Regions from separate parts of the Cricetulus griseus genome. Here region 1 is linked to region 2. The links are chromatin contacts, called in public Hi-C maps. All regions are on one chromosome and are shown on one strand. The core of a region is the stretch at or near the end of the contact, and the rest is flanking DNA. Distances in the headings are between cores, read along the strand shown.

The links. A called contact is a pair of places that touch in the nucleus more often than the background predicts.
Region 1: a Hi-C map of fibroblasts shows a contact between it and region 2, with 3 times the contacts expected there. The contact joins the promoter of Chsy1 here to the promoter of Lrrk1 in region 2. A contact is called at or near these places in 2 of 8 Hi-C or Micro-C datasets (the CHO-K1 cell line and fibroblasts).

What each region holds. Positions count from the first base shown.
Region 1 is chr3:131,169,152-131,175,081 of CriGri-PICRH-1.0, reverse strand. Chsy1 (chondroitin sulfate synthase 1) reads left to right here and starts at 2,520. Exons shown (of 3, transcript XM_027408100.2): 1 at 2,520-2,873. The coding sequence starts at 2,557.
Region 2 is chr3:130,862,138-130,868,595 of CriGri-PICRH-1.0, reverse strand. Lrrk1 (leucine-rich repeat serine/threonine-protein kinase 1) reads right to left here and starts at 3,203. Exons shown (of 34, transcript XM_027408101.2): 1 at 2,625-3,203.

The DNA of each region.
Region 1 (5,930 bases), core at 1,271-3,770, 310 kb before region 2:
CTTGCCACCAAGCCTGATGACTTAAAGTCCCATTGTCAGGCCCCACGTGGTGGGAAGAGAGAACTGACTCCTGAAAGTTGTCCTCTGGCCTCCACATGTGTTCCATACCATGAACATAAACACACACAGAGACACATGCTAAATAAATGTAATAACCTTAAGTCTACAAGGAGCAACTTCAGCACATAGCTTCTCTGTTCATCAGGAGGTGAGGTGGGTGAGGGTGTTGACTTGGGAACTGAGGGACTTCTAGGAAGCAGGGAACAGGGAACAAGATGTTCAACATTCTCAGCATATTCCCATCACACAGTTCTGTCTTTTCATTTGGACTTGTTTAGAAAATGTAGACATGTCTAAAGCAGTCTAGAAGATACTGAAGGCATTGACTATGTCACAGAGTTGAACATCTGTGTCTTGCCAGATTTGTACTTTATGTAAATCAGTGTGAATTATGGGGTGGCTGCTGAATTTGGGGACTCTGGTGACTTCTTGGCGTTTGTGGTTTATGGTCTTACTGGAACCTTTCTCTCTGGTTTCCCAGACTGTAATTCATGGCTGTGTGTTCTGTATTTCCCCCCAAAGATCACTGTTGGAATTCTGTCTTCACTGCATAATGAATATTTTATTCTTAGATGTGGACCATCTCCTACAGAGGGAGTCTGGGGAGGCAGGTAATGAACTATTTCTGAAATAAATCACAAGTGTCAAAAAAAGTGGCACGATCCAAAGGACCAGTAACCACCATTCAGTGGCAGAGAGGAATCTGTACCTTGCACAGCTTTGCCGTTTCAGTTGGAATATTTCAGCCTTTTGATCTATTAATCATGGAAAAGAGATCCAAGAATAGCCCCCCACCCCACAAACGCTTGTTTTCTGTCTTCTATTTGTTTGATTAAATGAGAATTTCTCAGGCTCTGGGGCCGTATTCAGAGGGTAGAATCCTGTCCTAGTACATCAGAGATTCAGGGGTTAGTGGCACCCACTAAACAAGGGTGGTGGCACCCTGGCCTGGAATTCAGGCCACTCCAGCTGCATAATCAAGACGATAAGAAGTTCAAGATAATATAATATTCACCTTCAGCTAGCTCCTGGCGCATCTGGCCTATAGAAGACTCTGTCTCAAAAAATCACTCAGGCCCAGGTAGCTACTTGGCTATTATAACCCTAACACATTGGTGACTACGATATAAAATTGGTATTTACAAACATTCATCACTCGGGTACCCTCTCTGCGGTTTTTGTTTGCTTGTTGTTGTTTTGTTTGAACAAAATGTCTAAAAGTTAAGACTGACCAAGTACAGGGGAAACTGGTACCCAACTTAAAAATCCATTCTGCGAGCCTAGCCTACTTGGTGACCTCCAAGACTGAGAAATACTGTTTCAAAAAACAAGGTGGGTGCTTCCTGAGGAACCAAACGCACGTGAGCGCACGCGAACCCCCCCCCCCACACAATCCATATGTTTTATAAATCGACTCTTTATGAATAATGAGGGATTCAGGTGAGAGGTACTATCCAGCTCCCTGCCCACTGGGACTCAATACGGGTGTTTTTATCATCTAACGTTAATTCACCCACGGCTCTTCCATATCCTTTAAGCCAGCAGAGGCAGGCGAGTCTCCCAGTTCGAGGCCGGCCATAAAATTCACGCTTCGCTGCCAGAACCGCGTGCCCCAAGCGTTCCCAGGTGAACTGTGGCTGTATTCGCTCCGGCTCCGCCCGCAGCATGGCGAGTACAAAGCTGCAGTGTGGACACGGCTGCGCTGGCCACGGAGCCGGGAGTTGGGCCTGGGGCGGGAAGGGCGTGGCGACCGGGCGCGTCTGGGGAGCCAGCCGGTCAACTCTGTCCACGTGCGGAGCCCGGCCGGGGGTGACGGGGGCGTGGCCGCGGGTAACGGGCAGCGGTGGCTGGAGTCCCGCCCGCACGGCTCTTGAGGATGCTAACCCACGCCCCTTCGGCCGGCCGCAGACTGCGGGGCGGACGCCTTTTTTTTTTTTTTTTTTTTTTTTTTTGGTTAAACTTTAGCCACGTGAACTGCCCCCCATTCACTTTTGCGCCAATCACGATGCGCGGACGGATCCCGAGAGGGGCCACGGTACGCCGCCGGCGGGCCGCTTCTTAACGCGCGGTGCGTGACGTGAGGGGCTCCTTTGCAATGGCGCGCTAAGCCGGAGGATGTGCAGCTGCAGTGGCGGCGGCGTAGGGCACCGAGAGGGCGGGCGCAGCGCGAGCCGAGCCGAGCCAGCCGGGGGACGCGAGCCGGAGGAGCCGCTGTCGCCTCGCGCCGGAGTCGCCGGCTACGCGCGCGGGGCATGGTCCCCTCTTAAAGGCGCAGGCCGCGGTGGTGCGGGCGGGCGCGCGGAACAAAGCGCCGGCGCGGGGCCTGCGGGCGGCTCGGGAGCCGCGATGGGCGCGGCGGGCCCGGCGGCCGCGGCGCTGCCCGGGCCGGGCCTGGTGGCGTTAGGGCGGGCTGGCCTCCGCGGGCGGGGGCGGCGGACTGAGGGCGCGCGGAGCCTGCGGCGGGGACAGCGGCCCGGCGGGCGGAGGGGCGCGGGCATGGCCGCGCGCGGCCGGCGCGCCTGGCTCAGCATGCTGCTCGGGCTCGTGCTGGGCTTCGTGCTGGCCTCGCGGCTCGTCCTGCCCCGCGCCTCGGAGCTGAAGCGTGTGGGCCCGCGGCGGCGCCCCAGTCCCGAGGGATGCCGGCCAGGGCAGTCGGCGTCGCAGCCCGGCGGTGCGCGAGGCGATGCGCGCGGGGCGCAGCTCTGGCCGCACAGCTCGGCCGCCGAGGGCGTCCCGCGTGACAGGAACTTTCTCTTCGTGGGAGTCATGACCGCTCAGAAATACCTGCAGACCCGCGCCGTGGCCGCCTACAGGTGAGCCCCCTTTGCGTGGACACCATCTCCTGCATCCAGCATCCCGGCGGGCGGCCGGGCGGGTTCTCAAGAGGCTTCCGTGGAAGTGCCCGCGACTGCAGGCATAGGCAGCAGGGTTTAGAGGAGAGCGAACGCTCAAGGGCAAGGCTTTGGGATTAGATGGAGTAGCCTGGCTTCTCAGGGTGTGCCTCTCACCCTGATCTCCTGCAAGACGCATAAGCTTTCTAGGTCCTGGAGTCTTTGTTAAAAGGATGAGTCTCTCCCATAAGGTGGTGGGGAAATTCAGAGCGTTGTACCTGGAATAGTGGAGGCAGAGGTTATAATTTGAGTCCCTAAAATAGGCACTTTGTCCTTGCAAAGGGAAAGCCCGCCTAAATTAACCTGACTAGGACTCTTCCGTGCCACACTTTTAAGATTTCCACAGAGTCACTCCTTTTAGTGAGAGTGCTCACTCGGGTTTGTTAAGTAGGGAGAAAGAATCTTGAGGAAAAAACAGCTAATGTGATAGATTCAGTCAATGCAAGACTACATTCTGGTGTTTCCTCACTCAGTTACAGAGGTGTATGCATGTTCGGAAGGAACTGGGCCCTAGTGAGCTAAATGAGTCATAGAAGTAGCTGCGATCATGTTCAGGATTAACAAAGGGATTAGCCAAAGTAGCCTTTAGATAGGAGATGGTTTGGGAATGGAGGACTTGGTTAGAAATGCATTTGCATTGCAGCGAATCTGAAATACAAGAGGGGTGTAGACTCAAGCGAAGGGATTTGGTGGAAACTTCGTGCCTGTGTGTGTGTGTGTGTGTGTGTGTGTGTGTGTGTGTGTGTGTGTGTGTGTGTGTAGTACAGAAACCTTTACTGTATGGCTGAAGTCTGGAATTCCTCCAGGCACGAATCAGTGACAGGAGTGGTTTCAGGGCACGAATGTTCTGGGGCTCTGATCATTTTTGAGCAAGGCTGCACTGGTTGCTGTTTGTTTTAAATTTATAACCAGTACTTTTATAACTTTAGCTTTTAAGTTCCATTCCTGGTCTAAGTTTTCAGGCAGCAGCAGATGTTGTAAGGGAACAAGCATAGCCGGATCTCTCCGTTCTTTAAGCCATGTGAGGGATTGAGGGAAAAGGTGAAAAGCCCTGGAGAGTGACCAGAGGCTGCCTCAGAATGGCTTGACCACCATTCCTGCTGCTCAAGTCAAGAGGTTGCATTTTGCCAAGAAAAGTTCTGAGTGGCCAGGGATGCTTAGAGTGCAGGTGGCTGGCTGCTTGTGTGGACTAACAGAGTAGTTTAAGAACCATTAGGTCAAAATTGTCTCCCAGATGTTCTATGATTTAGTATCTTTATCAGAAATTGAGGGCAGATGTGGTGACACAGGTCTTTAATTTCAGCAGGATCTCTGTGAGCTTCAGGATAGCCTGGTCTTCACAAATCGGTCCAGGCCAGATCTGACGAACAATGAGACCCGTCTCAAAAATAAAAAAAGAAGTCAAACAAAAAAATGAAAAGGTCCCCCTCCCTCCCATGGCTCAGTAGGTAAAGGTGATTGTTGCTAAACCTCACAACCTGAGTTTGATCTCCAGAAAGATACCACATGGTAGGAGGAGAGAGTTGACTCCCCAAAATTGTCTTCTTGACTTTCACACCTGTTCGGTCAGGTGCGTTTACCCTCCCACACAACATACACACAATAGACAAATACTTGTCCTTTTCAGTAATAAAATTAAATTGAGGACAAACCCACTAAATTGTTTCTGGTTTTGAAAATAAATCCATGAAACTGCAATTTAGTGACAGGTCACATGAAATCAAAACTCTGGAGTTTGTTGGAATGGATTATATGACTCCTAGCCCCTCCCCTGTACATTTCATGCTTATGAAGTCAGCAAACACAAATCGATATCGATCATCATGCCAGTGGTACCCAGGATGTAGTGTACACCAGTTCTGCAGTTTTGTGATTGGCCCATGGTCACCCAAAGCCCATCACAAAATGCAGTGTATGTAGTCTTTTTGGCCTCTTTTCTTTAATGTTAAGACTTTCTCATTGTCCATTTTCTTTTACGCAGTGGGGAAGTAGAAAATGCTTTCTGTTTGGTTTCTTCCTCTAACAAAGAAGGAAACGCTGCATCCACCAGTCATTTCTTCCCTGTTTTGACTTACTCTGTCTGTGATCTGAAGAAAGCACAGGAAGGTCTTCTCTTGCTGGTCAGGGTCCCTTCCCTGCCTGTCAGCCTGCAGTTAGATTGGACAGCCTTAGGGAACTTTCAGGGAAGGCCTAAATTGGGAGAGAGGTTAGTGGGTTGTAAGTTATTACTACAGTTTTACTGTTCTTTGCAGCCTGGGCTAGAAGTCCACACTGTGTTCCTAAGTTGGAACATCCATGTACAGTACTGTGTGAAAATAGCTTGATTCTTGAATCATAGAGCACAAGGTGGAGCCTGAGTTTGGAAGTGGGTGTGCTCAGTGTTGTTTCTCCTAAAAAGTAAATTTCGTTTGTTTTTTGTGTAGACTAGACTAGCTTAAACTGAACCTTCCATCCGTACTGCTAGGAATTTTGGGCATATACCACCACACTTGGCTTATTCTTCATTATATGAAAACCCCATCATTCAAGAAGTGGAGGCAGGCAGATTAGAAGTTCAAGGCCGGCCTGGCTACATGAGACTTTGTCTTTTAAAACCAAACAAAAAGATTAGATTGTTGCCTTCATCGCTCCCCTCATCCTCTGATTTAACAAAACTATTGTTTGACTTATAGATGGAGATGCTAATACTGTGATATAAGATACTAAAAATGTCAGAATTTATGCTTTGGGACTAGTAACTAGCAACTTTTTCCTTCCGAGGACTGAGATCCAGGAAGGAGCTAAGAAGATCTTGAAAACTCCAGGAAGGCATGCTTGCCTGGACTATAGTTACTTCAATGTAATGCTTTGACGGAAGAACAGCCCCATTTGTATATACTCTTACTTTGTAGACCTGCTGTACACTTAGAGTGAGGCTAGGCCCCACTGAGAGACAGATGGGCAATGATAGCTAATACCAGACACAAAACAGTTTTGAAA
Region 2 (6,458 bases), core at 1,954-4,453:
ACGCAGAGACATGGAGCAGCAAAGTGGAGGCTTCAAATTGGAAAGTGAGCCCCATCAGGGAAGCTAGGGGCAGTGGCCTGGTGCTGTGGGGTACGGCTAGAATGAAAGGAAAGGAGAGAGTACTGAATACTCCATGAAGAGGAGGGACGAATCCCATGAAGTCATTAAGAGTGTATGCCCACCATCTTGCCTAGGGGAAACCCCACTGGTATCATTCTGCTAAGGGGGCATAGCAATAAAATGGCTCCCAATGACACATGGCTTTACCCACAAAGCAGCACATAGCTCAACCCAAGTCAGAGAAGCTTCTTCTTGCAATAGATGGGAATTAACACAGAGACCCAAAACTAGTCAGTGCAGAGAGTATAGGACTTTGGAGCACCCAGTCCTACATGGGGTGTCTTTGTCATACCCCTCCCCTCAATGCTCAGGGATCTATGGGGAAGAGGAGATGGAAAGATTGTAACGTGTAGTAAATGACTCCAAGGAAACAGCATTTTTGAAACACAACAGAGCTGAGGCACACGTGAGCTTATAGAGACTGTGGCCACGTGCACAGGGTCTGCACAGGTGTAAACCAGACAGAAATCCCAGCCCTGAGAAGGGGAAGTGGGCAACAAGTCCTACCTCTAAACCAAGAAGCTATTTGCAATTGTGATAGCTGCTGGAATAGGGAAAACCACTTTTAGCCCCTGCCCAGGCGCAGTGGATCAACACATAGCAGACTCCATGGTTTTTTTGTGTTTGTTTATTTGTTTGTTTGCTTGCTTAATTTAGTGTTTTGTTTGGGTTTTGATAGAAAGAATATAAAGTTGGGTGGGTAGGGGGGAGAAGGATATGGGAGGAGTTGGGGTGGAAGAAATAGTATGACAAATGTATAAATAATTTTAAAGAATAAATATTGAAACAAAGAATGTCTATATCCTGTGTCACCGTGCCTGCAGCTAGAGAAGACAGAAGGGGTTGTGATCATTTATAGCAGAGACAGGGCAATTTGGACTGTGGAGGAGGCTATGGGAAGAAAAGAATGGACCAGGATACCTTTGGGGGAATGGAGCCAACAAGACAGTAGACTAGACTGAGAAATGAAGACAATTTCTAGGGTTCTTATTTTTAATTCTCTCTCTCTCCTCTGTGGTGTGTGTGTGTGTGTGTGTGTGTGTGTGAAACATAGGACAACCTCTGGTGTTGGTCTTTGCTTTACACCATGTCTGAGACTCCCACTGTTTTCTTCACTGTTGCCCATGCTGAGCTAGCTGCCCCCGGGAGTTTCCAGGAAGTCTCCTCTGCACCTCTCATGCTGGCATTACAGATGCTGGCATTACAGCCTTTACCACATGGGGCTTTATGCAGATTTTGAATCTGAATTCAGATCCTTACACTTGACCAGCAGGTGCTTTACATACTGAGCCATCTCCCCAGCTGGTTTGGTATTATTATTATTGTTATTACTATCACTATTATTATATCTAAGCTATTAAGGAGATGTAGAAGTCTGGGTGGAGAAAAGGCTTCCATTAGGGACAAATTAGGTGTTAGTATGCTGGTTTTGCTTTGTTTTGTTTTGTTTTTTTTCTGGAACATGAGCGAAGACAATGAAAAACAAAGAGTTGAATACTAAGGTTTTTCAAAATGTGCAAATTGTAACCCCTTCAATGCTACTACGCGAGTGACCAACTCATTCAAAAAGGAGAGTATTTGGTGAGAGTATGCTAAAAACATAGCTCTTACGACCCGTTATCTCGCTTCAGTCTTTGCAGGGGTGAACGCATGCAAGAGAAAATCTTTAACGGTCTCAAACTATGAAAAGCCAGGCTGAACTGGCTCTTGGCATCCTTAGAGTTTCTCCATTGCTATCGTCGTTGCTACCCCTGGCTTTCCTAGGATTCCTGCCCTCGTGTTTACTGGGGACCACAGCAGGCTCATACAAAAGAGAGCACAGTTTTTCTCAGTAGCCGCAGAGAGGCGACCACTGGTCGAGAAGCGCTCCCCAGGAGTGGAGGAGGGGAAGACCTACAGGCCACCCCATACCACCCGGATGCCCAGGGCGTGAAGAGCCCGCTTGGGCGGTCGCCTCCCGCCACTGGCGTTCACGCACTCCCATGCGCACACACGTTCAGAACCCCGCTCTGGGTTAAGTCAGGCTTTCTTCAAACGCAAAAGAACTTTGTAGACGCCTTGGCGTTTCCTACTTTTGTTTCTGAACTCTGCTCCCCGCCCCCATTCCGCTCCGATCCCGCGCGGGATTTCGGGGTCCCCCGGCCCCGGGCTCCAGCACCGCACCCGCTTAACCCTTCAAGGGGCGAGGGTCGCGGTGCAGTCAGAGAAGCATCTAGGAGACCCGGGTCGCCTCGAGATCCCGGAGCCCCCAGAGCTGTGACCTGCGAGTATCCGTCCCAGGCTAGGGTCCGGAGCACGGGACCGCCAGAATTGCGGGGTGCCGGCCTGGGGAGAGGGGGGGGCTGCGACGCGAGACTTAGGGCGCAGGGCGCAGGGCGCAGGGCACAGGGCAGGCTGCCGCCGCTGCACGCGGGAACCTGAGCACGGGACCGGGGATCGCAGGTGAAGCTTGGCTCTCAGGCCGCTTGCTTCAGTAGTGTCCCCGGGCAGGGGACAGCACTTACCTGCGGCAGCGGGGTCGGGGCGCTACGGCCGGCGACACCAGCAGGCCGGCGACATCAACGGGCTGGGGCCTGCAGGTCCCGCCGTGCTCTACCCTGAGAGGCTCTGGCCGCCACGGGGCCAGACACACTTCCTCAATCCTGCGGCCGCCTGGCGGGCGGAGAGGGCGGGTGGCGCGGAAGCAGGGCCGGGCCAGAGGGTCGGCTGCCCCCGGCCTCCGCATACGAGGGCACGGTCCCTCGATGGCCTTCCTCGGTTTCCCTAGCTGCTAGATGTCGGTGACCAAGCTCACTGCTGGTGCCTGGGTGGACGCTAGGGCCCTGAGTCGTTGGAGGGTCCTCTCCGAGTTCGGATGCCCAGCTATCTTCCCTGGGTACAGGCACAGTGACAAGACTGCTCCGTTCCTTGCTTGGCCTTTCCTTCTCTGCTTTGGTAATAGACTAAAGCCTATTTTGCATGCTGGCCATATACTCTGGCTGTAAACATAAAAGGACGAGTATATTAATGTGTGTGCAGATCTCTAGGGAATAGTACAGAAACTGCTTTTTAAACGTTGGTGTTTTGCAAACTGCACCTTTTCTGCCACTAGTTAACTTAATTAGGGACATTTGCAAAGTTAATACTAGTTGGTAAATGATTTTAGATTTTTGGCTTCTGGGTTAGCTGGGACTACAGGCACATGACACATGTCCTGTCTGATTGTGATGGTGAGATGTAAAACATGATGCAATGTTGATATGCGATGTTGATGCCACTGAGGGTAATAACCAAACGCAGGCTAAACACTCATGGCTAATTAAGCCGCCAGCAGGCTTCTGATGCGGCTCTGATTTTCTCTGAGAAAGGACAGTCCTTTGCAGAAAAGTGGTTCTGCCTCCAAACGCTTCTGCGGTAAGCTAATAAGGAATATTCCCCATACAAGGTACAAAGCACATAGGCAGATGGCCATAGCCCTCTTTACCAGTTGACAGAAAGTGAGCCCCTGGAGCTACTTCAGGAGCACCGCTGCTGAAGGAGTGTTTACTTAGGGTGGTGTTTGGCAAGGAGGACTACCTTGCAGCTCTCCTATCTATGCTCTACCTTCTCTCCACCGAACACTTTTCCTGTCCTCGCCAACGAGGTCCTCAGAACAATTAGCAAGGGCAGCAGTATGACTGCTACGGAAAAGTCCCTAATAGTTTGCAGGCCTGGCCTCAGCAGTTTGAATGAGCCTTGTTTGGTGTTGCCTTCAGAGCATACATCGCTGCCACCTAGCGTTACTAGGAGGAAATCTATGCTTGGTGCCAGGACAGACACTTGAGTTGCGAATACTTAACTGTGGAAAGAAAATTTCCCCTTTAAACAAGCTTGGAAAGTTTCCCCTTTAAACAAGCTTGGAAACAGGCTAGGAAAAATGCCCAATGTAGAAAAACACATGCATGGCCTTATCCCAGCATTCAGCTTTACCCAGTAGGAGGAGTTCATTAGTCGCAATTTTGCAAAGGAGATTATTACAGCACAGTTATGATTCCTTTTCGGTTCTTTTTCATTCCCATAGACCTATGTTCTTTTTGCGTTTGCTTGCATCCCACCCAGATTTTCAGAAGTCTGAGGTTGGAATGACCATCTCCAACGGGGTTCAGCTGGTAGACCACGGTCAGAGGTAGGTGAGCTACCTACTGCTCTGAATGAACATTCCACTGAGGAGGCTAACTATTCTTCTTGTCATTTGATGTTTGTCTTTATTCAGCCAGATCCTCACTTCCTTCGGATATTCCCCCCCCAACAATGCTGTAAACACCACCACCCCCAATCTCTACCTTCGAGTGCAGTCTGCTGCATGGATTCTATTGAGGAGTGGGTGTTAGAAAGCAGCCACCCACCAAGAGGTGAAGCTGGAGCACCCCAAAGTGTCTCCTTTCAGAGAATGACCCAACCACAGCCATACAAGTGCACACATGCATGCATCCACACACCTTATACACACATACACAAACCTACTGTCTCTACAGTGGTTCTCTCTGGGCAGTCATGCTCTAATTCTTCAAACAACAAAAATGTAATTTTACATCATCTGTCTATCCATTTGGATGAGAAATGAAATATTCATAAACACAGCAACACATGCACTAGTACATACAAAGAAAGGTCTCATCCGACCTCTCCGGGGCCATTTTTAAGTGGGTGGTGCTTTTTCACCCAGGTCAGCTTTTTTTTTTTTTTTTTCTTTTTTGGTTTTTCGAGACAGGGTTTCTCTGTGCAGTTTTGGAGCCTATCCTGGCACTCGCTCTGGAGACCAGGCTGGCCTCGAACTCACAGAGATCTGCCTGCCTCTGCCTCTTGAGTGCTGGGATTAAAGGCATGCACACCAATGCCCGGCCCATTTCAGTTTTTGATGCTGAGTTCACAGTTTGATCTTTCCAGACCTACCCAAGTCCAGTGAAGGTTTCCTCTCCAGCATCATGTCAGGTCACAGCCAGGTGACTGAAGTTTCTTGGCAGTTAGAAGCCTTAAGAACTTCAGCTAAATTAAGCCCAGGCCCATAGATCATCATAGAGAAAAGTTACCAAAAAAAAAAAAAAACCAAAACAAACAAACAAAACATGGTCACTACTTGGGGACAAGATGTTTTCCCCAAATCCTCATTTTCTGTACTCAATTGTCATTGTTTTATGGTTAAAATGGGGCTTAAACTTAGCCTGTAATGCACAGGTCTGTTCAACAACCAAGACCACGGAAATGGATGTCACCATCGGGAAAAGATGCCCTGTGTGTGACAGACTAAAGGAGTATAATTTTATTATTGCCAATGCTTTATCAAAAGCCACATTACACACAAGTTTCAGAGAGAAGATTCTACCATAGAATTCAAATGCGGTTAGTTCTTCAGTGAAAGAAAAAAAGAATGTTTCTCAAATGTCCAGTTTTATTTTGTCATTGCTGAACAAGATCTGAAGTTAGGATCAGGATTTCCAGTCCAATCCATTTAAAAATCATACCACAGGGGTAAACCTGAAAGAAGTGAAATCTAACATTATATAGATTTTCATTTCTAGATACAGTATATTACAGAAGGTTAAATATACTACCTCCGTGTACTTACAGCTATAAAAAGATACATTAATGATACCAATTATAAATAATGTAACATTTCATATTAAAGGCATTATTGTACAATGGAGGAATAGCAACCCTCTAATGTACCATGGTGAAGGGTAGTTAGTGCCTAGAGTTATTGAGATACTGAAAGTTCAGTGTGTGAGGCCAAATCCCGATTTAACCTGTTACTGGTAGTGTAAGTGCTGAGGGGGAAAGAGGGTGAATGGAATAGTGCTTGTTTCTGTCAGGGCTGAGAGCTCCAGTTCATGCGTCTTATTCTTCATGCACACACTGGTTTTGATATGAGGCTTTGTTGTCAATCTTGCTCAGTCCAGCTTTAAACCTTAAGGGTAAGCATCACAGCCAATTGGAGGGGTGCGCGTTGCTGACAGTTAAAGGACCCAAACAACAGTCAACCCAATGGGGTTGCTTCTATTCTTAGGGCATTATGGGAATGGTTTTAGTTTTCCATGTTAAAACATAGAATTTGCATATCACATGGATACACCGACAAGGAAAAGAAAAATGTTAAAGTGTGAACGAAATATCCAAGTCACTTGGCTGGAGACCGGGTCCCCTATAAGATCCAGGTGTTATAAGTTAATCAATCAGAAATGAAAACCCAAACGGGACTTTACAACTACAAAGCGATGCAGTGACAGCTGTCTCTCAGTGGTGTGCACTTTACCAATCTGAAATGGGTAATGGAGCTGGAGAAAAGAAAAGGGAAGTGGGCGCACCCAATACTGAATGTGGTG